Regions from separate parts of the Mus musculus genome. Here all the other regions are linked to region 1. A link is a contact called in public promoter capture Hi-C and targeted proximity ligation data. All regions are on one chromosome and are shown on one strand. The core of a region is the stretch at or near the end of the contact, and the rest is flanking DNA. Distances in the headings are between cores, read along the strand shown.

Region 1 (2,999 bases), core at 439-2,938:
AAGAAATGCTAACACTCAGAACAAAGGGAATCTAAAAGGTGAAGACCACAGTAACATCACCATGACTCTTAAAGAATTATGCCCTCTGTAGTCTAACCTTAATATCAAATAACTAAAATTCTTATTTAGGTCCACTACACAATGGCTACTCGACTGACCAATCTAGATTTTGTGATCCTGTATGAAGACATCTCTCTACTACTATAAAAGTTAGAACTAGACATTCTGATGAAAGCAAGGGGTTTGTTTTGTACGGCCTTGGTCTGGTTGCAGACATTATTTTGTTGTTGTTTTGTTCTTGGAAAATATCAAGTATTGGAAACAATCATTTATGAAAATTAACCAAACATAGGTGTGGCAGTGCTCAGCTGTAATCCCAAAACCAAGGATACTGAGGCAAGATGATTGTGGATTTAAGTCCACCCTGGGCTACTAATAATACCACCTCTGCTACTGCCTCCTCCACCTCTTTCTCCTCCTTCTCTTCCTCCTCCTCTCCACCACCACCACCGCCATCATCATCATCTTTCAGAAATTTGTAGGAAATTAGTGATCATTACAGTAGTGTGGTCAGATGGAGAAGACTCCATATTCTTTGTGATTAGTACAGAAATTGAAAATGCTTCTAAACATTTCCATCACTTTGGTATAATCCCAACGGACAAGCTCATGAGAAGTGGACTTTTCTTATTTGAGAGACCAGCAGTTCAGAAGTCCTATTGAGTTGCACGAGGCTGGAGCTGCTTATTAGTAATGCGCAGAAGGGTTCGCATGCTAGGCAACTAAAGACTGAATGGAGAGGGGTAAAGGACTGGCCCTCTACATCAAGTAGATTAAAAATCGTGTTCTATGTTGTTGAATAATTGATCTGTCAATATTAAAGAGTTCATTTTTAAAAGGGTCATTTAAAAGTAGAAACATCAAATGATATGTGTATGTTTCTCATGAAAAACATTGTAAGACATGTTTTCATTTTTGCCCCTCCCAGTCAGTCCTCTGGCTAAAGGATGTGTTGGCGCTAAACCATCAGCTTTGAGAGCACTCTGCCATCTTGTGGTTGTAGTCTGTAACGGATTGTCTTAGCCCAAAGAGTTTAGATAATCTTAGCCACAGACCAAATACTTCAAAAAGGCCACTTTCAAAGAATGGAATGTACTGTGGAAATAGGAAAGAAAAATAACTTCCCATGTATCTTCATTTATTTGTTAGTTTAACTACTTTTGAGACTCTGTATTTCAGACTGGCCTGGTACTCTCGGTATAAAGAAGGTTGGCCTCAAACTCAGAGTTCTCTCTGCCTTCCCGGGTCTGGGATTAAAGGCGTGTATCACCACGCCCGGCTCCCCAGAGCTTTAAACAGGCTTCAAGACCTTAGAAATGTCTGCTTGACATCGGTATGCTCTATGGGTGCCTTTAAAATGAGTCACTTTGCATTGCTGTATGGTAGGAGCATGGGAGATTTGAGCCCCATCAGAGAGTACCAAAACATTCCCATTCAAATTATGAATAAGTAAGGCTATAGGTCCCAACACACTAACTTTGGCTGGATTCTAGGGAATAGGAAAGTCTCTGCAAGACGACCCAAGACGACTGAGAAAGAAAAACTACAAATCCCAGAAAGCTCAAGGAACAACCTAAAACTCCCAGCATGCCTGAGGGACAACACGGCGGCTGCGCAGACTGGCGCGCGGGTGCTCCTGGGATGTCAGCATGGCGGCGTTCGCAGATTTGGATTTAAGAGCGGGCTCAGACCTGAAGGCTCTGCGCGGACTCGTGGAGACTGCTGCTCACCGTGAGTCTACTGGCTTGGCTCTGTCCCCCACACCATCCAGCTTTGTTTGGTAGTTTTTTCAGGCCCCATTCCGGTCTCTCGTGTGATCTGCCTGACGTCCCTAAAGGCAGAGAATAGCTGCAGTATCACCCGGATCCCCTGGGTGAGAAACTCGGGCTCTTGACAAAGCTGTTGTTGTTTGTGTTTGCCCAGTCATTCGTGCAGAGGGAGAGAACGGAGGCCTAAGGGGTCGAGGCATTGGCATGGAGCCTGCGAGCTGATGAATGATAGGAACAGGGACTGGTCCCCTCAGCCAGTGCTTTTGGTATCAGCCCCTTTTGAGTCACACGGCATCTGTCAAATACAGAAAGCTGGGTCTCGGGCAGGAACTGCTGTGGGAGCTTAGAGAATGGGAAGGGCGTTACCTTATTTCTCTCGAGCATCTCAAGTGCCTTAAGGATGAACGTTGATCATGTGAGCTCTCACCTGGCATAGGGCCTGCCAAATAATAGATTCTCAAATCCCTTCGAGAGGAAGGAAAGTAGGGCGTTATTGGGCTGACTGGGAAGACGAAGGGCCGCTATTTTATCATTACCATGCATTATTCTTTTAATATTAATACACTATTATCCTGTCAGTATTTTAGGCAACTTAAAGACAAGAGTCGTGATTTAAATGTATTGGGGACAGGGCACTTGTCTGTTGTGATGGTAAGACAAGCCTGTAGTGTCCCTCGTCTGTTATTGTAGAGTACCTCAAAAGAGATGTGAGGGAGTCATCACTCCATTGCTCCGTAGGAAAGGGAGCAAATGTGAGGGGGATCGCAGAAGAAAGAAATGATAACAAAGGTGACAGAAAGACATAAAACTTGAGTCTTTAGCATTGTGTTAATATGAACCACAGCCTAAATATGTGCCTGGCTTCTAAATGTGGCAGCTAAATATGTGCACTCTTCTAAAATACTGGTGCTGTTTCACTTCATTTTCATGACACTTGAAAGTCCTGTCTGCTGTTAACATCATGGGACAGGTGAAGAACCTGAAACTTCACCTTAAGTCACAATAAACAGTAGGGCTCAGGATCTGCCTCCTACCCCACCCCCTTATTTTCCAGGTCTCGGAATTGAATCCAGGACTCTGTGTATGCCTAGCAAGCATCCTGACACTTAGCTACATCCCTATTGTCATGCCAGACTCTTGAATCTCTTATCAATATGATCATTGTGAACA
Region 2 (3,069 bases), core at 21-2,520, 390 kb after region 1:
AACTGACTTTCCAGTCAACAGCCATTGCCAATTGCCAGCCACATACAGGAGCCAATGTGGATATCTGGTTCCATCAGCGAGCCACCATATGACTGCCGCCCCATGAGAGACACTGAGTCCTGCCAGACTGTTTCTAAATCTGACTCTCATGGTTTAATAATTAATTTCAACCACTAAATTTGGCAAGGACACACTGCGAATTAATAATAACATGGCCTGTTACCTCTGCAGGTTGGTATTCTACAAAGCCTATGAATTCTGCTTCTCTGTTCCCTAATCAGGGAATTGAGCCCTTTCTCAGTTTTCATAGCCAGAGTACAGAAGGACGGAGTAGCCCATCACTCCAACAAATTCTGGAGCCTGCACATGCATAGCCCACCAAGATGAAGGGGGCAAGTCCCTGCTTAATGAAGGCAAGAAAGACAAAACCTGCCTAAATCAAGAGCTGTAATTATCAGAGGCTTCAGCAAAGTGATGTTTCCTAGTTACTGAACAAAGACTTGGTTACTAGAAAGGTGCTGAAATTCTCCTCGGAAAGGAAATGAAGTGGGGGAAGAAAACCTTCACGGAAACATCTTGTGATTGAAGGCAGCTCCGCCCCCACACCGGGCTGCAATGCTGACTTCATCCCCTGCAACATCGCAGTGACTAATTTCTGACAATTACTCCAAACTTCTGAATATTCCCCCCAGCCAAGACAGCAGTAGGAAACCTTTCCATATGGCCAAATCTTTCCACAGTCGGTAGTGTTTACAGGATTCGTAAATTAGACCTTTCACTTGTATAAAGGGAGAGAATTGCGCATGGGACCGTTTTGTCCTCCCTCGCTTCGTTCCCTTCCATCTGAATCACGCCGCGTTCTTTGCGTGTGCCTGTCCTTGTCCAGCTGCAAAGTGGAGGCTTCTTGGAGTGTGCCCTTGTTGCGGACCCTGCTTTTTGCCATTCAACCCTCAGCACACTGGATTTGGCAGGAGCAGCTCGGACTGAGTGGCACTTTTTAAGAGATCTGTGCTATCATCACAGGTCATTTTTCTCCACAGCCTGGCATGCTAAACCAAGGGTACCCTGAAGCCAGGAGCTTCCATAACAGAGGTCTAATTCTCCGAGGAACTGCTAGTTGGCAGCTCCCTATGGCTGTTCCTGAAACTGGAAACTGTACTTGGGCACCATCACCACCCCTCCCCCCACCTGAGCAATCTTGTTGAGATGTGTTGGAAACTCGGAGGCGACAGTTTGAAAACTGTAGTCAGAGAAGCCACAAAGACATATCTACAGGTTACCACAGAGAGTAAAAGTTGGGTATGGAGACAAGTCTCCTTACACCCGTCCCACCCACACAACAACAAAAACACCTCAACTTTTTCTTGGTTTGCCTTTTTGGCATGAAATATTTCATTTCCAGAAAAAAAATTTTTTTTTCTAAAAACTGTTTGCAAACCCCTGCAGAGTAGAAAGAGGAGGAACTTTGGAGTCAAGGGGCCGCGGGCCTAAGCCCCATCCTTTACTAACTCTCACTGACTGTCTTCTCAATTCCTCTGTAAGATGAATGTAAGGATGCCAACTTCACAGGCACAGAGATCAAATGAGATGTAACCAAACTGCTGAGTGTGGTCTACTAGTTCAATAAATACCGAAATTCCGAGCTGTGAAGGGGCCAGTGTTTTGTCTCTTTGGAGGTAGGTTGTGTACACAGAAATGGGGTTCTTTGAGACATTTTTCACACAGTGCTATCCTTTCGGCTTGCTCCCATTGTCAGTGCTCCCCTCCCCCACACACTGTCTTCATTTCACCTTCCTCTTGCCCATCCCCCCACCTCCCAAAACATTCGCTGCCCTGCCCAGAGGATGAACACTTTCCATTATCCTTTCTTATTCCCCTCCCTCCCTATAAACCTAACCTTCCCCTCCTAGGCCCCTTTCCACCTGCATATCATATATACGATGCCCAAATTTAAACCGGATCCAAATTAAAGATCCAAACGTCAGATGGTCAATCATATGAGACCTAGAAAAGACTTCTTCCCATTCTGTAGACTGGCTCTTCACTCTGGACGGTTTCCTTTGCTGTCCAGGAGATTTTTAATTTCTTTCTTTTCTTTTCTTTCTTTTTTGTTTTTTGTTTTTTGTTTTTTGTTTTGGTTTGTTTGTTTGTTTTGTTGTTGTTGTTGTTGTTTCGAGACAGGGTTTCTCTGTGTAGCCCTGGCTGTCCTGGAACTCACTCTGTAGACCAGGCTGGCCTCGAACTCAGAAATCTGCCTGCCTCTGCCTCCCAAGTGCAGTGATTAAAGGCGTGTGCTACCACCACTGCCCGGCAAGAGATTTTTAATTTCAAGTGACCCCATTTATCAGTTCTGGGGATTATTTCCGGCTTAGGAGAATCCTTTTAGAAAGTTGTTGCTTGGGCTGGAGAGATGGCTCAGTGGTTAAGAGCACCAGACTGCTCTTCCAAAGGTCCTGAGTTCAAATCCCAGCAACCACATGGTGGCTCACAACCATCCATAAGGAGATCTGACTTCCTCTTCTGGAGTGTCTGAAGATAGCTACAGTGTACTTACATATAATAATAAATAAATCTAAAAAAAAAAAAAGTTGTTGCTTATGCCTAAACCTTCAAGTGTCCCCCCCCCCCCCCCGGCAGTTTCAGGGTCTTGGGTCTATAGTAAGATCGCCTATCCATCTTTCATTTGACTTTATGTGGGGAGGAGATAGAGATCTACTTTCACTTTTATGCATATCGGTCTCCCAGCACTGTTTGCTAAAGAAACCTTTTCCAAATGCACATTTTTAACATTTCTGTTAACGGTTCAGGGGCTGTAAGTATAGGGTGCTATTTTAGAGTCCTTTCTTCTATTCTTTTGCTCTACATGTCTGTTTTTGTGCCAGTACTAGTGTGTCTTTTGCTACTATAGATCTGTAGTATAGTTTGAGATCAGGTACTGTGGTGCCTTCAAGAATTCTCTTTCTGCTTAAGATGGCTTTGAGCATTTAGGCTCTTGTGTGCTTCCATGTGAATTTGAGGATTTTTTTTCCTAGTTCTGTAAAAAATATCATTGGATTTTAGTAAGATTGC
Region 3 (3,366 bases), core at 439-2,938, 410 kb after region 1:
CAGAGCACTTACTGATCTTCCAAAGGACTGGAGTTTGGTTCCCAACACCCACACGGTGGCTCACAACCATCTGTTCCGAGGGATCTGACACCTTCTGATGCACATACAAACATGCAGGCAAAACTGCCATATATAGATAAAAAGGAAACTTATTTTAGAGAGACTGAACTGTAGTAAGATCTTGAGCAAGGCTTTTCCTGGTGTTGCAGAACTGGCTAGCCACCAGGCTGATAAGTAGCCTGCATCACATAGGGGGCCTGGCACGTCCTTGGGGGAAAATAAGAACAGCTGGCTCACTCAGTTACTCAGCTTGCAGCATATGATTCTTTCCTATCTCTGTGGACTATATAGGCCACTGTGGGAAACAGTTCTGAGCCTCAGAGTGTCAGACCTTAGGAAGGGCTCAGTTCCCCTTCTGTGCCTGTAAAAAAAACATCATTAAAAGAGACAGAGTGTGACCACGGTTCGGACAAGAGGGGTCTCCATATTTTGTTTTCTGCTTGGATGCAGGCTTATTTGATGGAGTTCTTCTGCCCACTGTCTGTCAGAGGAGAGGGAGCTGGACAGAGGCTACAACCTGGAGGGGTCTGCCTGCTTGATCTCAGATGTGACAAAGTTATGTGGGCTCCCTGAAGAGAAATAGTCCTCTCAATCTCAATCTCTTTCTCTCTCCCTCTCCCCCACACCCCCTCTGTGTGTGTGTGTGTGTGTGTGTGTGTGTGTGTGTGTGTGTGTATGTGATTACAGTGCCTTGCAAAGCCAGAAGGTATTTGAATCTCCTCCAGTTGGAATTGCAGGTGCATGTGAGCCACCTGACATGACAGCTGAGTTCTCTATGTGAGCTGTACGTGCCCTGGACTGCTGAGCCATTGCTCCAACACCTTAAGCCCACTCTAATAGCTCACTTCTTAACTTACACATCCAGCTAAAAGCTACTTGGACTGTCCCTTACACAGCAGATTGCTTTCCCCAAACTAAGAAGCCAATGAGCTGGAAGTCATACTTAGCCAGAAACCATTAGGAGACATTTGACTGTGCTTGGACTCATTTTTCATTGTTCCAGCTGGAGGCGGGGCACTTCTGACATCAAGTTTGTAGAGACCAGACATGTTACTAAACCCTACACATCACACAGGACCACGCCCCACAGCTGCATTTGGACAAAATACCAAAAGTGCCGAGATCGACTGGAGTGGGCACTGAATGTCAGAGTCTTTCATAAGTACTGTCATTCCTCCTACAATAGTCATTAGCTCTTCTGTCTTGTGGCTGAGGAATTGGGGCTTACAGTGGTTTCCTCCAAGCCACACAGCAAGTAAGGAGTGAGGGTGAACTTGAACATAGGTCAGTTCAAAGCCCTTCCAGGTTCTTGCAGTGTAAAGCAGGAACAGAAGGAGTTGAAAGAGAGCAAGGTCTAAGAAAAGGAACAGGGACTGGGGGATGCCCTCCCTGCCAGGAATGTTCCAATGCCACCCGCGTGCCACCTCATTTGAAATCTGCAAAGAGGGGAAAATGTAACCTTGAGCAGTCTCTGCTCCCTTGGCTAAGATAGCTTAACAAGATCCTGCTCTACATCAGAGATGATGGAGCTGTGACTCTAGTCCCGGGAGCCCACAGTGCTTACACTGCTGAGCCATCTCCCATCTGCCCGAGGCCCCAGCTGTGTTCCCAATGAATCATGGCCATCAGCTCGGGGGAGCCATGCCAAACTCCTCTCCATTCTGCCTTTGGTATGGCAGGCCTGGCCTCCTGCGTGCCCTGTGACTCACTGCCAATAAGGTCACCCTATGAAGCCATCTGGTAAGTGTAATTCACATTCTTCATGAGGTCTACCTTGTTGTGCCCTCCCCTTTCCTTCCTTCCATAATTTCATATTTTTCACCCCATAGCCCCTCAAATGAAGCTTGAACATTTTCTAAGCGATCCTGTCCTTCAGAGGTAGATTCCCCATCTTAATTATGCTCTTCAAAGTACCATGCCAGCTGGGAACTGACTCCTTTGGTTTTCTTAATGTGACCCTGGGTTTGAAACCCAGAGCCTCAAGAACTTAGATCCTACACTGCAATACCCTTCTGCCTCCAGCTCAGGGATAACTCCTTTGTTTAAAGGGACAGAGACATGTAAATTCAATCCAAACTAGCACCAAACAAGAAGAGCCCTCAAGTGTCACAGACTTTTAGAGAATTTATATTAAAAGCTTCCAGAGACGTGGGCACTGTGAAAGTTCTTGTTTATCAGGAATGGAATTGTTTGCTCCTCACCAGGGCTGCAAGAATAAGCACACCTTTCATTAGCTGAGCGCATGTAGGTACACACCTGCTGGGCTTTTAAAGGGCATACTTTCTTTAGCCAAATATGGCCTTGGCATACAGCCAGGCTCGTAGGGGCTCACAGTATCTCACCTTCAGCCTGACTGATGTCATGTGACCTCCATCTTACCAGGACCTAAGCTTTGGGTTGGGTGAGGGGTGGGTTCTTCATTAGGGGTCGTGGTTCAGATTTTCACAGCCTCACTCAGTCCTCTTGCTGTTGGCTAGTATCATCTCAGCGGCTCCTAGAAATAGATTGCACTGTAAAAATGGCAATGATGAAGCAATGAAAACAACAAAAATGTGTGGGGTTCTAAAAGCCAAAAACACAGTAAGTAAAGCCACTCAAAAGAACAGCCCATCGGGTGACAACGAGAAATGTATTTTTTTTTATAGATTATTTCTGATTTCTGAGCAGTTGCAACAATAACAAACGTATTGAGGCAAATCTCTCCATCCCAAATATGCCCTGGCAATGAAAACACAACACAATTAATATGATTACATGCTGTGCACCTAGATTGGGCAGATCTACCGCTACACTTCCATCTTCCACATCTATGAGACCCCTTAGAACTTGCAGTTTTCTCCAGGCCATGTGCTTCTCTGCTTTTCTTCCTCCTCCCCCTCTGCGACCTCTCTCTCTCTCTCCCATTTTCTCCTTCTTCTCTCTCTCCACCTCCTGCCCCGCCTTCCCTTTACCTGCCCAATCATCAGCTCTCCTTTATTTTACAGATTAAGGTGGAGCAGGTTACAGGAAATCACCTGAGTGCTGACTCAGTCCTTGTTCACAGCCCCTCACAGGAGAATGGAATTAACATCAAATATAATTAGCCACAGGGCTATCCACAGCACAAACCAACTGGTCTTATGTTGTGACACAAAACAATGCCAACTTATAGCATTCTGCGGAAATTCAAAGTGAATGTGAGTAACATTTGTGGGATTGTTTTACATGGAATTTGTAATATTACAAATATTAGGAACCCTTAATTTCACCCTTTCTCTTAATTCTAAGTGTTAGCTATAAAACCTGTTTATTGCTTCCTACCCAGGC
Region 4 (3,093 bases), core at 401-2,900, 360 kb after region 1:
TAGCCACAAGCAGAAATATCTCAAGACCCAGAAGGGAAAATGACATTCTAGTGTCAGTCAGTCACTTGCTACTTGTGTGTCCTTGAAAAAAAAAAAAAAAAACAAACCTATCAGACTATATTTGGATTCATCTTTTTTAATATAATTGTATTGCATAATAATGTGCCTTGTTTATAGGCTATAAGGGCTATGTGTATATTGCCTTCATTTAACTTTTAAGCCTGAAATGTTTTATATGCCAGGTGCACACTGCACAGGTAAGTCTGCACAGTTAGAAAGCAGGTACTCCAATTCTACAGTAATATTTCTGCAGTAAATGGAATTTTGGCTTTCTTTGCTAGTTCAGTGGACATTTCAGCATGTGAGTGCTGGAAACCATCATTTGTGGATAGACCAGCCTAAAGGTTTAAGACTGTCATTCACTGTAAGCCTTCCCCAGGGCTCCTGTCACAAGTGCTCCCCTGAACACTGCCTATGGGCGTTCATTTGCATGTGTTTGGATGGGGGAGTGTTTTTTGAAGGAAGATTTTACTATTTAGCCCAAGCTGGCCTAGAGCTCACTGTAGCACAGGCTAGCTACAGTAATAATATACAGTAATAATATTGCCTGAGACTAATATTCTCCTGCCTCAGCCTCATTAGAGGCGTGGCCAAGAAGCTCAGTATTGCAATTATTTTAATGTCAAAGCATGAAAGAGTTGATTTGTATAAGCTTTCTACTAACAGATTGACAATTAAATCAGTCTATATGCAGTTAAATTTCTGAGCACACATTTCTGAAGTTTCAGGTTTTTGGTTGAGATACACTTTTATTAAAATGTTTTTAAAATGGGGCCTGAAGAGATGGCTTATTCTTCTCTAATCCTGTTTTTTGCTAGTGTTCCCTTTCTGTAGTTTTGGAATGGTCACCCCATCCATACCAGCAGGAGACTGGATGTCTACAAATTCAATACTCTACTGCTGGTGTTGCTAACTCGCTTAGAGCTCAGTTTGCTCCCACACTGACAGCTACTGTGTGTCTTCTTACTTGATTCTAGTACTGTTATAGTAAACATTCTAGTTACTTGGAATTGATTCATTCACACATAACAAGGCTAAAAAATCTAGTTTTTTCCGAAGACTTTTTTTAAACCAGAAATACAGTTAATTGAACAATCTAAACTGGTCTTCATTGCTTGAGGATGCAGCCATTATCTGCACATGCATATATATATAAATACATGTATGGATGCTTCTGGACACTCTTTTTAACAGTATTATTCTGAACTGTACATGATGCAACTTTTATAAAACTCCTGTCTAAAACCTTTTCATTGTTCATTATCTTCAAAGTCCTAATATGTCTTACATAAGGCCAATAGCTAGGCCTTCTAAATTGCTTTATGATGTATATTTGTGCCAATGAGACAAAACGTAGATTTTTACAATTACATTGCATTGCTTTACCTATTTCCTCAGATGGGCTTTTGAGTGTCTGTGGTTGGCGCTGGGCTGTGTTTCTGGATTGCTTTGGCAACTTTGCAGTTTTTCATTTTCATCAATGTTGTGGGATGTTTGCTTGTGAATTCTACACTCATTCAAGTCTGTGACTCAGGGTAGCTTCCATTCCTTTCCCCCTGGAGGAATGGTAGTCCTGAGTCTCCTTCTGGTCCGTGGCCTCAGGCAAGGGCACTGCATAACCGTGTCCCTCCCTCATGCTGTTTGCTGCCTCAGGACAGTGTCAGGGAAGAGAGTTTCAGTCCAGTTCTGCAGTACCTGAGTGTCCCTCTGCACCGCCCAGCCTCTGTGGTCGTGTTGTGCTTTCCCCTGTCACCTCCCCCTTTATCTTAGTCCCTTTTAGAAAAGATGAACATCGGTGGCTTCTGCCTTTTCTAGACCTTGTCTCCATCATGTTAAGTTACTTTTAAACCTTTGTCCTTGTGAATTAAAACAAACACCTGGTCAAACAACTGCTATATATTTTTATAGTTCATAGCAGTGTTTTTGCTTGAAGATTGCTCTGCTGAATGTTGGAGTGGCTCTGTTGTTCACTAGCAGGGTAAATATTTAGCAGTTACTTCTTAAGTCTTAGTGCAAACACAAATCATCTAGGGACGGTGACAAAGTGCAGTGCTACTCAGCTGGCTTGGGATAGGCCTCAGACACACTTCTAAAGCTTCACACCTGTGTGAACACCCATGTTTAACATTTTGGAAGATGTAGTCTGTGACCAGGTTTCTTCTGTGGCTTCCACAAGTTGAGAGTGTGGAACTGATTCACATTTCAGTCGGGGGTAACTTGGTCATCTGATGTTCCTATCAGTCTAGTATCTTTTCATAACGCCATGCCAGTGGGCATAGACATTTGCTGAGATAGAAATGGAATCAAATATACAGATAGCAACTTTGTTCTCATTTGATATATGTATTATAAAAACAATTATATTTGAAAGTTATTCTTTTTAATAGATTGGTACAATTCACTTTGTGTGGCTAGCAGGATTTAATTGGCTATTTTGGTGGGCATTAAGCTTTTGTTTTATCTTTAACATTCCAAGTGGTGCTGTATCTATTCCAAGACATGGACCTTGCAAATTCGGCATATCCATTGCCTAGATTGCTGGCTTTACAGTGAACTAAGTTTTACATTGTGAGAGGTTGTCGGTTGTCCTCAAAAGCAGTTTCATAAGTTATAATCATACCACAGAAGAGGGCCCATTTTCTGACTTCTTGACACTCATTAGCAATATAACGTCTTTGTGAGTGTTCATATTGATTACACTGTTATTGAGTTTGCCTTTTCTTGTTGGCTTCTAGAAAGTGTTCCTGTGTTCTGAACACTGACATCTTCCTGTATTCACTGTAGCTTTTTTTTCTTCTAAATGTGTTCTGTTCTGCCTCCCTCTTTTTCCAGTTTTTCGGAATCCTTACAATTGTGATAGTACTGTGTAGGAAATTTAGCAAGAATTACTATTACGGCTAAAGTATGTAGCAGGATGTCTAGTGTAAGAAATGTAGGAGAAGAAAGTCACAGTGTCTGTCAACCTGCCTGGGAGCACAGTCCACTCGCTTGCACTTAGCGAGCTCAGCCGCAGCCTTCCCTGCGGGCCATGTT
Region 5 (3,468 bases), core at 334-2,833, 290 kb after region 1:
GCCTTGATTCAGTCTCATTATAATAATAGCCTCTCTTGGATACTCTGCTCGAGCACGTGACCTGTGAATGAAACCCACGCATTCGAACCTTCCCACACGGCTGCTGCACCTGTGTCCATCCCTTAACTCTTGGCATCAGTCTTTAGAAGTGAGAAATAGAATTCGGTTTGGGGACATCATCTAAGTGTCCCAAAGAAATACAAACTTTTGTTGTTTTGCCCTTAACAGTAGTGAGTTGTATAGACCTCTGTTGTCTGTTTTTGGGTTTGGGTTCACACCGTCATATATGAAGGGAACGCAGGCTCTTCCCAAGATGGTGTGTTATTGATTCCTTGTGTTAATTACATATAAGTGAGACGGTTAATTACTTTACCAGTGGCCAAACAGCGCCTTCTCTCACAGTCTACATACTTAGGGTTGAGGTAGTGAGCTCACAGCATGTTTAGTTGGTCAGGTTGTGAAGTCAGTATTTTGTAAGAAAGTAAATCCTGTAGAAAGCTTGTTAGTTGTTCTCATTGCTGTGGCAGAATAACTGAGAGAATGTAGGGGACCGTACTGTGGCCCAGCGTTCAGGACCACGGTCTGTCATGGCAGGGGAGGCATGGTGACAGGATAGTGACCGGAGTGACTCCACTGTGGCACAAGAACCATACAGTGGCTGGTTATAGCGTGACAGCAGCCAGGAAGAGGCAGCCTCAAAGAGGGTGCTGTAACCTCAAGTCCCAAGTGAGCTGTTTCCTCCAGCTAGGCTTCAGAAAGCTCCCCGACTTTCCAGTACAACGACAGCAACTGTGGACCTAGTGCACAAATGTGAACCTGGAGGGGACAGTTCACATTTAAAGAGTAGCAGAGGGCTGCAGGAATGTCAGGTTATGTCACTCTACCCAACTACATCACGTGGTTTAAAGTAGAAGCCAGAGGGCCCTACGAGAGCTGACCCCTCTGCCCGTTCTCAGCGCCACCTTGGGATGTGTGTTGTCCTTGCATCTGATACTTTCCTTCTCTCGGTGGGGCCACCCTCTTTCAAGTAAGACCAACCCCTTTGGCTTCTTCTAGACTCTTCCACAGCTTATCACCTTAAGTATCAGTCACTTCAGTGCCTCTAACTCGCCACACCTCCAACCTCCTGGCCACTGTGCAGCAGAGGGGCTGATGCATAGGCATGACCATCAGCAGAGCTGCGGCCATGACCAGCTTTCCCTCCAGAGAGCAAGGCTGACTGTCACCAGGAGCCCAGGCCCCTCCCTGCCCTTCAGCTGTCAGGAAGGCTCACTGTAAAGGTCCTTTCTGGTGGCAGCACCCCGGGGATCCCCCCCTGGGCTCCACAGTAGAACCAATTCAACCCTGCACTTAACTGGGAATTTCCACATGACATTTGGCCTCTCATCTCGTGGCCCAACCTCTGTGGATCAGAGGGAGTTTTCTGAAGGCCAGGACCCTGCTTTAGATAGGGGTGGCTGTACTGCAGGAGTCTTGGCTGTGTACCCACTGTGTCACCTGCCAGGGAGCCGGGTCTAGCTCTCCTCAGATGTTTCTCTTATGTCATCGTCTCTGGCCACCTCAGCTGTGTTCTCTGCTTTCAGTTTCACTGGCCCTACCGGCCGACCTTTCACGTATTTCTTGCTCTGTTCAGAAACTGAAACTGCACCCCAAACCTAACAGGTTTGTGTCTCCCTCGTTCCATTCTGTTAAAAACCCCCGCTGCCTTTCTCTTTCTCCCCAGCTCATTTGTGGGTTCTAGGGCGTCAAGAAAGGACAGCTCTGCCTCCTGCCTCCGTCAGTAAAGTTCCACACAGTACAGAGAAGTTCATATGTAAATGTAAAAGTTTTCTTGTCACAGCTTTGGTTCTCGCAGGGGAAAGGTGGCACTCTTTGTATAAGAGAGGCAGGGAGGAGAGGAAAATAACTGCTTGCTGTATAAGGATGAAGAGCGGAGTTCAGATTTTAATACCTATGGAAAAATCTGTGCTTGGCTGTGTGTGTGTCTCCAGTCCTGGGTGGGGGGGCGGTAGAGACCTCAGGATCACTGAGGTTTCATAGCTCCAATTTCAATGATAGGAATCATGATCCTATCTGAAAGGAGTAAGGCAGAGACCCAAGAACAGAATACCTAATATCCTCCTCTGGCCTCTGTACCCCGCCCCCCCCACCCCCGCTCATAGAGAGAGTTGGAGGTAAGGAGGCCAAAGGAGAAATTAGGCAACTTTCTGCCCTACCAGCCTCACGGGGAGTCTGGAGCTAGAATGGCTTTTTAGCCCTCTGTTGACTTGGCTGTGATCGTCAGGCCTCAGTCACTGCCTGTTGCTCACCTTGAGGAAGTGACCTGGGCAAAGTCCATCCCTGCATCCTAAAGCAATCCTTGAAAGCACTCCACGAAAGCCCCGCTTCCAGGCCTCAGCTGTGTCCCTGAGCACCTTCCACATTACTGTAGGTGAAACAAGGCCTCATCTTTTACATATGATGATATGATGCATATCAGATGATGCAGGGTGTTCATTAACAACTAGTGACCTCTAGGGCTGGTGGGATGGTTCAGTGGTTAAGAGCTCTTACTGCCCTTCCATAGGACCCAGGTTTGGTTCCCAGGACCCACGTGGTAGCTCACAGTGATCCTTAGCTCCCGTTCCAGGGGATCATATACTCTAGTCTAGCTTCCTTGGGCACCAGGCAGGCATGCAGTACATAAAACATACATGTAGGCAAACACTCACACATGCAAAGTAAAAGTAAATGAGGGGTTTTTTTTGTTTATGTTTGTTTGTTTTTTTGTTTTAGAAAAAAATAAAGTTTATGGTCAGTCTTAGTTTGCTACTGAAGTTTTGTAGGTCTCATTGATGAAGCCTTAGAGATACTTATGGAGCCATCCTGTCTGGCAAATGAGGAAGTGAGGTGATAAAGTAATTAGTGTGGCTTTCCATAGCACAGACTCCCTTACCCCCTCCTATCACAAAAGCTTGAGAAACACCCTGTCTTCGTTTGGGTTCACTGCTGTGAATAGACACCGTGACCAAGGCAACTCATATAAGGACAACATTTAATTGGGGCTGGCTTACTGGTTCAGCCCATTATCATCAAGGCAGGAACATGGCAGCATCCAGGCAGGCATGGTACAAGAGGAGCAGAGAATTCTACATCTTCAAATGAAGGCTGCTAGCAGAACAGTGACTTGCAGGCAGCTAAGATGAGGGTCTTAAAGCCTACACCCACAGTGACACACCTGCTCCAACAAGGCCACACCCACTCCAACAGGACCCAACCTTCTAATAGTGCCACTCCCTGGACCGAGCATATACAAACCATCACACACCCCCTCCCCGAAGCACTACCAGGCAAGTATGGAAACGGGATGAAGAGAGAAAAGTCACTCAAGAAGGGTGAATTCCAGAAAAGCATCTCTGCTGTGCACTCTGGGAACCCAGTCCCTTCAGGCCACTCCAGAGACAAGTCTCCATTCTCCGAAGTTCCCCC
Region 6 (3,409 bases), core at 169-2,668, 450 kb after region 1:
AACAGAAAAGTAACTGACAGAACTTGTTGAAGAATTACCCAAGCTCTTATCTCTCTCTTCCTCTGGACTGGTTCATTGGCCCCTAACTCTACCTCTATCTCCATGCAGAAACCCCAATGGGCAGGGCCTTCCTCACATCCTCCAGCTGCCAGGTCTAGGTCTGAGCTCTAATGGAAAGCTGGGAAGTCCTATTATCCGTCAAAAGACTGACCAGAGAGCATTAAACAAAGCCAACACTTAGCTTCCCACTTCCCCTCTTACACTGACAATTTAATAGGCACAAGTTCCCAAACTGGGAAAGAGACAAATGATTTGCTTTTCAGACCTCGGATCATAAATACAATCAGACAAACCTAGTTAAATAAATGTGCTCCGCTCAATGACTGCAAAGAAACTGAGTGATTATCATGCAACTGTATTTAGGGTCCATAAATTCCGTGCAGACTTCTTAAAAACTGCCGATTCCAGGAAATCTCTTAAGACATTGATTCTGGCAAGCCTGGATAGCACCTTGATGGTATATGGACACTTCAGATTCCCCCAGTGAATGTGGATGCAGGTAGTTTCAGTGGCCTAGACAAATAAAAGGAGGAAAGTTTAAGCTGCAAAGGCTGCTGGAGTCATTTAAACACTGTATGTAGGGGAAGTGTCTTTGCGTAGGTTGCCTCTATGCTATGAGTTATGCGGCAGGCCACCTGTGTTCCGGTTGTGGGCTCATCTGCACCCTTGGGCCATCATTTGACTTCTCTCCTGGCTGGCCAGCAAGGTGGTGACTCTGAACTCTGCAGTGGACCCCTGCGTTTCTCATTATGAGATGCGATCCGTAACTTGGCTCATCCTCTCATTTCGGTGGCTTTGGCTACCGTGTGCCTCCGCGGAAAGGCAGAGTTTCTCTCTGGATGCAGACAGAGCCGAGCTGATCAATCTCATGCAATGACAGGTCCAGAAGAACGTTCAGAACAGCGACTTCCTGCTCAAACCATCTGCTCTAGTCCTAACCGCAGCTCTGCTTCCCAGGGCTCCACCCCCGCCTGCCCTTTGTTCTTAACTCCCAAGGCCACCCACACTGTCACCTCTTTCCCAGGGTCCTGGGAGCCCCTCCCTTGTACGGAAGGGGTTTTTTGTTCCCTTCCACCTCTTAGTATTTTAAATTGCTCTGTGCCTAGATCTCTGATCTCAGCCCTTCTCCTCCTTAGTTTCCGGTCTAGGTTGTCAATCACTCCATTCCATCTGCTTTTCTTTATTTCTTTCCTAGCCTGGAATAGAAGAATTTCCAAGAGTTTCCAGTCCCTGCTGGTGGATGAAGGTCTGGTTTGACAAAAGACCCCTTTCTAGTCCTTACTTACTGCGTGCCTGATCCGAGAGTGGACTTGGGTGTGTGCCATGCCCCAGGGAAAGGAAAGAGAGAGGGATAAAAAGCCTCATCCTGCCAACGGGACTAATGCCAGATCCTTCTCTGTTCGAGTCACCGGCAGTGAATGTCACTCTGTGCGGTGTCTTGGCAGCCAACTGGTTTTCCAGGGCGATACCCCTGTGAATCGCCTGAACTCCATTCACAGCATTCAAGGAAAAGTACAGAAGAAAAGCTAAACTAGATTAGACCAATCTTCCTCCTGGAGCAATGGAGCTCTTAACAGCAGCCATGACTGGCAGTTGCCCTTTGAGCTATTTACCTCATTAGATTAGGGGCAGCCGCAAACAGCTTCTTTTCTTTAGTAACTCAGCACTTAAGTTTCTCTTTTATTCCCACCACCATTACGTCCTGCCAATTTCTGCTGCCTCCTTCATTGTTCTTGCCTTCATTATCTCTCACATCCCAGCTCCTGGCAGGGTCTGATTTCTGTTTCAAGTCTCCCCTCACCTCTACTAGAGCAATCTCATAGATTCCTATAGCCTAACCAACATCATCTAAGACTCCATCTCTACTCAGGCCCTCCTCAGGCCAGTGTCCCAAGACCATCTGCATAGCTCCAACCTTTATCCTCTCATTTCCTTCACCAGCCTTGTACTGTTAGGGTTTTGGGAAGAGAGAAAAGAAAGAAAAAAAAAGTCTGAAAATAATCATTGCTAACACAATATTTTCTGAATAATTTAGGCATGAAGTCAATTGAATTCACAGGTGCGGATGCTCCGTAGACAAAAGCCGAGTGCATTTAAGGTAATTTAATGCTGGGACTCTCTTAGCTTGTGTACCTATAACCTGCACATAGGTCTGATGTATATTAACCCGTTTGGTCTCTTGGATGTATATAATTTAGGTTTTTAATGAAGCTAAAAAAAAAAATCCATTGAGTGCAGGTGGGTCTGCCACAGTTGCTTAAATAAATATTTATTTAACTGGCTGGCTCATTTCCTCCGGCCTGATCATTAATTATATTCATGTTAGAGCCTATTATACTTCTGTGTGAAGCTTTCTGATTGTCTCATGAGCACATTGTGCTGTTCTCAGAGGGCTATCAATTCTCTGGGGGGGGGGGGGTGTCAAAGCATTTGCTCTTTGCCACCCGAGGTTCAGTCTAATCCTCTCTAGCACAGATGAGTGGGCAGGGAGAGTGACGCTTTGGTTATGGCAGAGAGGGGTGGGGGTCTTTTGATGATGTTTCTCTAGCCAGTTGCTAAGCAGAAGGAAAGCAATCCCATCAAGCGAATGGCAGTCCACCTGGAAAGATGTGTTTGGTAGGAGGCAGGAGGGAGAATTAAAACGAGGCCAAGGGAAGTAGGAAGACCTACTCACACGGTGTGTAGTTACTTATTCCTTTAGAGCGTTTCTTTTTCATCCCTGCAAAGGCAGGGTCTGAAACCACCCGGGATGACTGACAGATATATATTACCACCCCCGTTGACTGTGTTGTTCTGTGAGAGGAAGACTCGGGAGAAAGGAAAGAGAGAAGTGGCAAGTAGAAACGGTGGTGTCTGGTCAGCAATAATCATGGTTGTGGTGCTGGGTTTGTTGGTTTGTTTGTTTGTTTGTTTAAGATTTATTTATTGTATAGGAGTACAGTGTAGCTGTCTTCAGACACACCAGAAGAGGGCATCAGATCCCATTACAGATGGTTGTGAGCCACCATGTGGTTGTCAGGAATTGAATTTAGGACCTCTGGAAGAGCAGTCAGTGCTCTTAACACTGAGTGATCCCTCCAGCTCCGGTGGTGCTGGTTGATTTAAGCCTAAACTCTGTCCGAGTTTCTGTGGGATAGAACTGTTTGTCTCTAACGCCAATATAAATGTATTCCTTGGCTTTGAAAAGAAATATACAAATAACTCTCAATGTGGTCAATCCATCTTAATTTCTGGGAAGCAAAAGAACAGAGGGAGGGAAGGAGGAGAGTGGAGGAGGGAGAGGGAGAGAAAAAGTGATTCAGTGTGTATGTGTAAGAGAGAGAGAGAGAGAGAGAGCGTGTGTGTGTGT

What was found. Promoter capture Hi-C pulls out the DNA fragments that hold promoters and counts their contacts.
Region 2: a contact with region 1 is called in a targeted proximity ligation map of memory CD8 T cells, with 17 read pairs. A contact is called at or near these places in 5 of 39 promoter capture datasets (the 3T3-L1 cell line, the C10 cell line, cranial neural crest and 2 more), 7 of 130 datasets of targeted methods (the NIH/3T3 cell line, bone marrow-derived macrophages, embryonic stem cells and 2 more) and 1 of 9 other capture datasets (embryonic stem cells).
Region 3: a contact with region 1 is called in a targeted proximity ligation map of pancreatic cancer cells. A contact is called at or near these places in 2 of 39 promoter capture datasets (the 3T3-L1 cell line and the C10 cell line) and 6 of 130 datasets of targeted methods (bone marrow-derived macrophages, embryonic fibroblasts, large pre-B cells and 3 more).
Region 4: a contact with region 1 is called in a promoter capture Hi-C map of trophoblast stem cells, with 5 times the contacts expected there. A contact is called at or near these places in 25 of 39 promoter capture datasets (the 3T3-L1 cell line, 3T3-L1-derived adipocytes, the C10 cell line and 16 more), 43 of 484 Hi-C or Micro-C datasets (the AML12 cell line, the Ba/F3 cell line, the C2C12 cell line and 27 more), 17 of 130 datasets of targeted methods (the NIH/3T3 cell line, bone marrow-derived macrophages, embryonic forebrain and 7 more) and 4 of 9 other capture datasets (adipose tissue, liver, macrophages and 1 more).
Region 5: a promoter capture Hi-C map of liver shows a contact between it and region 1, with 2.3 times the contacts expected there. A contact is called at or near these places in 5 of 39 promoter capture datasets (the 3T3-L1 cell line, cranial neural crest, liver and 2 more) and 1 of 9 other capture datasets (adipose tissue).
Region 6: a contact with region 1 is called in a targeted proximity ligation map of effector CD8 T cells, with 12 read pairs. A contact is called at or near these places in 1 of 39 promoter capture datasets (cranial neural crest), 7 of 484 Hi-C or Micro-C datasets (the AML12 cell line, CD8 T cells, the HL-1 cell line and 4 more), 9 of 130 datasets of targeted methods (DN3 thymocytes, the NIH/3T3 cell line, the SCID.adh cell line and 5 more) and 2 of 9 other capture datasets (embryonic stem cells and macrophages).

What each region holds. Positions count from the first base shown.
Region 1 is chr19:36,082,028-36,085,026 of GRCm38.p6, forward strand. It overlaps Rpp30 (ribonuclease P/MRP 30 subunit), which reads left to right and starts at 1,689. Exons shown (of 11, transcript NM_019428.3): 1 at 1,689-1,791. The coding sequence starts at 1,710.
Region 2 is chr19:36,476,726-36,479,794 of GRCm38.p6, forward strand. No RefSeq gene overlaps it. Among named protein-coding and RNA genes, the nearest start is that of Gm32143, 61 kb to the right of the region's middle.
Region 3 is chr19:36,495,588-36,498,953 of GRCm38.p6, forward strand. No RefSeq gene overlaps it. Among named protein-coding and RNA genes, the nearest start is that of Gm32143, 42 kb to the right of the region's middle.
Region 4 is chr19:36,446,206-36,449,298 of GRCm38.p6, forward strand. The region is part of intron 8 of Pcgf5 (polycomb group ring finger 5); the gene reads left to right. Among named protein-coding and RNA genes, the nearest start is that of Pcgf5, 38 kb to the left of the region's middle.
Region 5 is chr19:36,374,003-36,377,470 of GRCm38.p6, forward strand. It overlaps a transcript of Pcgf5 not described here. Among named protein-coding and RNA genes, the nearest start is that of Pcgf5, 34 kb to the right of the region's middle.
Region 6 is chr19:36,533,528-36,536,936 of GRCm38.p6, forward strand. It overlaps Gm32143 (a long non-coding RNA gene), which reads right to left. Exons shown (of 3, transcript XR_386676.3): 3 at 396-573. Among named protein-coding and RNA genes, the nearest start is that of Gm32143, 3.6 kb to the right of the region's middle.